2 separate regions of the Danio rerio genome follow, and region 2 is linked to region 1. A link is a contact called in public Hi-C data. All regions are on one chromosome and are shown on one strand. The core of a region is the stretch at or near the end of the contact, and the rest is flanking DNA. Distances in the headings are between cores, read along the strand shown. Region 1 holds the start of selenos (selenoprotein S). Region 2 holds the start of asb7 (ankyrin repeat and SOCS box containing 7).

Region 1 (3,547 bases), core at 1,028-3,527:
AATAGCCAATGAAATTGATTAGTTTCCTATTTAGAGTTTGACTCTTCTGTTGTTACATTGTGTACTAAGACTGACATAAAAGTTAATATTTTATAGGCCTATAAAGCTAGGAAATATTCTCCCATCATTCCAGTGTAATAATCAAGAAACTTTGATGCCATGCCATTATTTTAACAAGCTTTCAACATCAAAGAAGTCTAACTTTCAAAATCAACATAATAATTATCATCTACCTCATTGTCATTGACATGAATTGTATTATTAAAGTAACTGTCACGAAGACAATTATATATATATATATATATATATATATATATATATATATATATATATATATATATATATATATATGGGCAATTCCATGCAAATGTCAACGTTGCCATAAAAAATAATTTAGTTTTCACCAAAATAGACAAACTGTTTCTACATTTTTTGTTTTAGCAAGTATTTTACAGTACTGTAAAAATACTCGTAAAAGTATCTGTCAGTATTTCAAACTATTATATTTAATTTGCCAAAATCACACAAGTGACTATTTCACAGCTGTCACATCCATAACGGAAATGTGTCATCCATAACGACCCTTTTTCTTCATGAATGCAAAAATGTCAAATAAAATAAAATCAATCATTATAATTCTATAGTGAGCCGATTCATACCTGTTTGATGAGCATTGTTTCTTTTGGGTTGTGCAGTTTAACTGTCAGAATTTCTAAATAATCTGTTGTCCATTGTAAATTCGCAAACTTTTTTTGTCACATCAATAACGCATGTTTATTTTCCTAATTTAAAATATAAAACATGTTTACATATTGATATTTTTCTGCTACCATAACTCTGTGGTGAGCTATTTTGGAAAATATAAACAGAAGTTTCGATACAATGTCAACATATACTTTCTGTGTGAAATTATGTTTTGAGTTTTTACTGCAAATGTCACATCCATAACGCTGGAATTGCTCATATATATTATTGTCTTCATGAAAGTTACTCATTACTCATTCATTCCTTTTCAGCTTAGTCCCTTTATTAATCTGGGGTCGCCACAAAGGAATGAGCCGCCAACTTATCCAGCACATGTTTTACGCAGCTGATGCCCTTTTAGTTGCAAATAATAAAAAAATAAAAAAATAAATAATAATAATAATATTATATATATATATATATATATATATATATATATATATATATATATATATATATATATATATATATAAAATACTAGTAATATATACAAATAAATACAAAATTCTTTTTGGCATCACGGTGGCACAGTGGGTAGGACAATCGCCTCACAGAAAGAAGGTCCTGGTTTGAGACCCGGCTGGGTCAGTTTGGATGTTCTCCCCATGTTTGTTTGGGATTCCTCTGGGTTATCTGGTTTCCCCCACAAGTCCGAACACATGCGCTATAGGTGAATTGTGTTTTTGAACCAAACCACAGTATAATAGGGGTATTAGCCGGTTGTGGTACTATTATAGTTGCTATATGGTACAACAACGATACTAATACAAACAAATTACCCAATATGGTAGCTTTCTTTAACTATGTTTAAGGTAACACCACAGTTTACTGAAAACTAAAGTATACTACAGTATTTATTATAGTTTACTGTTCACTAATACTATACAGGAGCATAATTAATACTACAAACTATAATTAATACTACGCTGGAGCATTTACAAACAAAATATTGCAAATAAAATAAAACAATTGGGAACTGTCATATATGGTTGTTGTATTATTGAATTGTTAACTGTTTAATACATACAATATTAAAAATAACTCGTGCATCTAATTCAGTACAGGTTCTACTGTAACTAATAAGCAGTAACTGGCTAAATACACAAGCTTTTTCTGTGTTCTCATCATTTCCGTATCACTTCGCTACAAAACGTCGATTCATTGTTACCGACGAGTCCTTTTCGAACACACATGTGCTTATTAGATATTAATAAAGCAAAACATTTGACATTATACATCTAAATACCGTTCACAGGTAAGTATTAGCTCAGTAAAGTGAAGCCTGGGCTCATGTTTACATACCAGACGGTTGAAGGAAACTTAGATCCTGGTTCTGCGGAGGAACATCTTCATTCCGGACACGCGCTCCGTCCTCCGCCTCCATCCTTCACAGCACCTTTGAGCTGTTTTACGATATTGTTTTGAAAATATATAATAACTAACACATGTTTATTCTCTTCTTGTTGCTGTACGCGAGCTAACCTGCAACGCCACACTGACTCACTTCCGCAGCCGTGAGACAGCCAATCAGCGTTAGGATGACGTGGAGGCTTGTCGCACTACGAAGGCTGTCATAAAAATAAAAGTTTATATTTTGATTATGACGTATATTGCTTTCAAGTCTGACTGTTATTTCAGTTATTCAATTATTTGAAAAGGCTTGGATATTACCTTACACATTTTGTGTCTCTCCATTATAAAATGATCACATTTAAGATCTGATTTCTTTAAAAATCAGTGATATTCAATGCCTGTTTTACATACGATATGACGTGGGTCTCAGATCGGAAAAGAAGCACTGCATTAAACTCCATTTCCCCCCGTCACATCTTTAAAATATGACAGCTGTATTTGACCCCAGTATTTTCAATGGAGTTCCTGCGCTAGCCTGTTGCTACTGACGATGCTAGTGGTTACAACGGTCTTTCATCTCGTTTTATGATTCAACAACTAAATGAATGCTTAACTCTGTTGAACTGAATGTATTTTAATTACATTACAGCATCGTTGCTGTAAAAGCAACCTTGTGGAATTGAATTAAGTCACATTAAGCTTTCACCGGAAGTTTATTGTTGGCTTTAAATCATAATGTTAGCTGTGCATAGAGCCGTTCAAATGGAAGCCTGTAGGTTATCATATCATCTTTTTATTCCATGTTTAAGAATTTTGGTCAGATTCTTTTGTGCTTTTTTTACAACAAAAATGTATTTTAACATTGATTTTTCCTCGTGTGACATAACAGGCAGTTTTATTTTAATAAGCAAATAATAATTAATAAATCGAAAGTTCCTTCACTACTACCTAATTTACTACCCTGCTGAAAAATCCAGCTTAAACCAGCCTAGGCTGGTTGGCTGGTTTCAGCTGGTTGACCAACCTGGTTTTAGAGGGGTTTTGGCTATTTCCAGCCTGGTTTTTGCTGGTCAGGCTAGAAAATGACCAGCTAAAACCAGCTTGACCAGCCTGGTTTAAGCTGGACAAAGCTGGTTTTGGCTGGGCTTCCATCCTGGCTAGGCTGGTCAAGCTAGTTTTAGCTGGTCATCTCCCAGCCTGACCAGCTAAGACCAGGCTGGAAATGGCTGGAAACCAGCCTGAAAGTGACCAAAACCCCTCTAAAACCAGCCTGGTCGACCAGCTAAAACCAGCCAACCAGCCAAGGCTGGTTTACGCTGTTTTTTTCAGTAGGGTAGATTGTCTTACTTGATTTCAATTACATACTAACATTATTTCATTCATTTTCTTTTCAGCTTATAGTCCCTTTATTGTTCTGGGGTCTCCAGCATATGTTTTACGCAGCGGATGC
Region 2 (3,246 bases), core at 39-2,538, 620 kb before region 1:
AATTCTAAATAGTGAAATCATATTAGCAGAAAATGTCCATTAGATAGTGTTAATGTTGCTTTAAAGTCATCCCTGCATGCTTTTTCAGACTCAATATTCAACTTAGCATGGTAAACAATATATGGGCCATTAAATGAACGAATGTGCGAATATCAAACCTGCTTTACCTCAGTCAGCTTAGGCTGGTTTAGGCTGTTTTTTGAGTAGGGAGAACTTATATTTTTTCACAAATTAATCAAAAAAACTTTTTTTAAAGTGCATTAAGGATTTAATGTACTTTGATTGTTTAATACATAAACAACACACTTTATAATTACTCAATTCTGCTGGAGTTACAATTGATAGTTCACAGTGTTTGCGTAAACAGTCTTTTTTGTTTCGTTCTGTTAACTATTGATGACATTTTTAAGTTTAAAATAATAAATGTTGTCATTTAGATCCAAAGTAATGCTCCTTATATCAAGTGAAATCTTATATGTTGATATTACGAGAGAAATAAATAGCTTAGTGCATCACTTACAAGCTTTATGGCGATTTTCCAACCATCTCAACGTTTATATAATTTATTTATAATAATGAACAACAACAGAACTGATATTTATCACATAGTAATGGTAAACACTTTTTAAAGTACAATAAAGATGAATAATTTGACTGTTTAATATATAAACAACACTTATAATTCATCAATTTTGCTGGAGTTACATTCGATAGTTGATAGTGTTTGCATAAAAGGTCATTTTTGTTTTGTTCTGTAAACTACTGATGACATTTTTAAGTTTAAAATAATAAATATTTTCATTTAGATCCAAAGTAATGCTCCTTATATCAAGTGAAATCTTATATGTTGATATTACGAGAGAAATAAATAGCTTAGTGTATCACTTACAAGCTTTATGGCGAATTTCCAATCAAAATTTTTAATTGATTCAGTCTCTGAGATATTCATTTCCTAAAGAAATATTAGTAATATTTAGAAATTCTTAAAGTGTAATTAGAGATATAACGTTACAATACACATAAAATCGTACTGAAATCCAGTGACTTACTTACGTGACTTTACGAAAGATGCTGCGTATAAGCAGAACTCGTAACGTGATAAAAACTGCTCATTTTTATATTTGTGTAGAACGATATCATAATATCCGCGGAAATGAACCACATGTACTGCTGTTTGCCTTTATTCAGCCACAATTGTCGCAAAAAAATAAATATGCCAAGCGGCGTACTGCTTTTACAGCATTATGATGTAGGCGTGACGTATTTGACAGCTCGAATCTGATTGGGCGTTGCGGTTTGAAGCCTTGGAGATGTTCATGGCTACCTGACTGTATTTGTACTCTGTATGTATGTTATATATATTTTCTATATTTGTCCCCTGTGCCATTATGGCCTTAATTGAGCCGATATTGTTTGACGTTTCCTCTAGGTGAAGGTTAAGAGAGTTTGAGTAACTTTAAAAGCGGTGTTGTTCTGAAAATGGTCAATAACCGCTGGCTAAAAGCTAACAATGCTAATGTAGTAACTGTGCATGTCAGTCAGAGAGTTTAGCGAATTCTGCCTCACTTTAGTCCTCGATATGAGTGTTAACGTGTTATGTGTTTGAGTGGTGTTCAGATTAAGTTAGTTACTCCTGGCTTTTAAAAGAGCCGGTTTGGTGTTTGTTTGAGGCTCATTTTAGCTGCTTTAGCGCACCAGCTAACAGATTCATTGTTCTCAGTGGAGCAGCTGCTGCAAACATCAATTGTTTACCTTTTATTTACCGTGGTGATGGAGAAACTCGGGTCGTTTGTGGTGTGTGTCGTTTATGTTAGCGAATCTGTGTGTGTTTAAAGGTGAATGTAAGTATTCAAATGCTCGTTTTTCACAAAATGAAAGACAATAACATTAAGAACTGATGGGTGGTTGTAAATATTGAATGCTGAGGTTAGTATTAGAGAAATGTTCAATGTAATGTGACGGATAATTGTGTAAATAAGACGTCGTCGCTTAGATTTGGCTAATTGAATGTGATGCATCTGCATTTATACGCGTTAATGCATGTAAAAATGATGTGTGTGTGTGTGTATTGAGTTATATGTGTGTGTGCATTCAAATACTGATGTTTCTGCATTCTTCATGTCTAGAATGGAGATCTGAAGTGGATGTGAATATGGATGCAGAACACACAGGCTGTTTCAGATCGACAAGACATTAATGAATGGTAATTTCACATATAGCTGGGTTTTTTTTTTGTTTGCTTTAAATAGATTTTAAAGTAATTTCTGGCATTTCGATGTGTTGTCTTATGTTGTTTGTGTAGGGTTTAGTGGCTTTGTACGGAGAATAATATTTCCAGTATGTCAGTATTTCCATATTTTAACTATTCACTTTTCCTGCAAAAGTATTGCAAGATTACTGATGCTCTGATCAGGATTTTTGCAGCCGATACCGAGTACTGATTCCTTTTCATGGTGATTGGCTGATAATGAGTACCGATTCGGATGCGTTAAGCTTTATAATGCATAAAACCCTCAAACCCTCTTTTCCCTCTAGGTATAACACTTAAGTGGAGATCTCTCCTTAGCCAATATAATAAATGAAGGATACTGCATATAACCCCCTAAACACGTCTCTTATAACCACTATAAATAGGTATTTATTATAAGATTATAATAAGTAATTATAAAACTAACAATGCAGTTTGGAAACGTTGCAAATGATTTAAAAAAATTCAACATGTCTCAATCAAGAAATGTTTGAAGCGTATATTTGATGCATAGGAAGTTAAAATGCACACCTATAAATCTATTTCCTATAAATCCTACTTTACTAATAGGAAGTATGTCTATAAAGTACTGTTGATTGTAATAAGTAAATTACAAGATGTTATATTATTAAATATTCATGTCAAAAAATATTTTAATGTTTTTTTTATTATTATTAATTGTATGTTATACTTTCAGCCATGTTTTATTAAACTTGCAATATTGTCAAAAACACAGAACTTTCAGTTCTTTGATGTTAAAAGACCTAAATGCATGTAAGGTCATTCAAATATTTTGCTCATGTCCAACTAACATAAACACTTGTGATTAGTTCATGAGATCGACCAGGTCAGCGAGTACCGATCGATCGATCGATCTCCGGCAGATCGATCGGTGCATCCCTATGCAAAATCATTTTAAAAGCGAAGTATGGAGGTTTCCTTTTTCAAAAATCTAAGATAAAAAGTTTTTAGCTTATATTTAGTCTGTCAAACCATCA

The links. A called contact is a pair of places that touch in the nucleus more often than the background predicts.
Region 2: a contact with region 1 is called in a Hi-C map of hematopoietic stem cells, with 4 times the contacts expected there. The contact joins the promoter of asb7 here to the promoter of selenos in region 1. A contact is called at or near these places in 1 of 18 Hi-C or Micro-C datasets (hematopoietic stem cells) and 1 of 4 datasets of contacts at active chromatin or transcription factors (embryo).

What each region holds. Positions count from the first base shown.
Region 1 is chr7:9,139,412-9,142,958 of GRCz12tu, reverse strand. selenos (selenoprotein S) reads right to left here and starts at 2,277. Exons shown (of 6, transcript NM_001045334.3): 1 at 2,047-2,277. The coding sequence starts at 2,128.
Region 2 is chr7:9,754,753-9,757,998 of GRCz12tu, reverse strand. It overlaps asb7 (ankyrin repeat and SOCS box containing 7), which reads left to right and starts at 1,288. Exons shown (of 6, transcript NM_214730.2): 1 at 1,288-1,343; 2 at 2,127-2,203. It overlaps lins1 (lines homolog 1), which reads right to left and starts at 1,186. Exons shown (of 8, transcript XR_012383123.1): 1 at 1,050-1,186.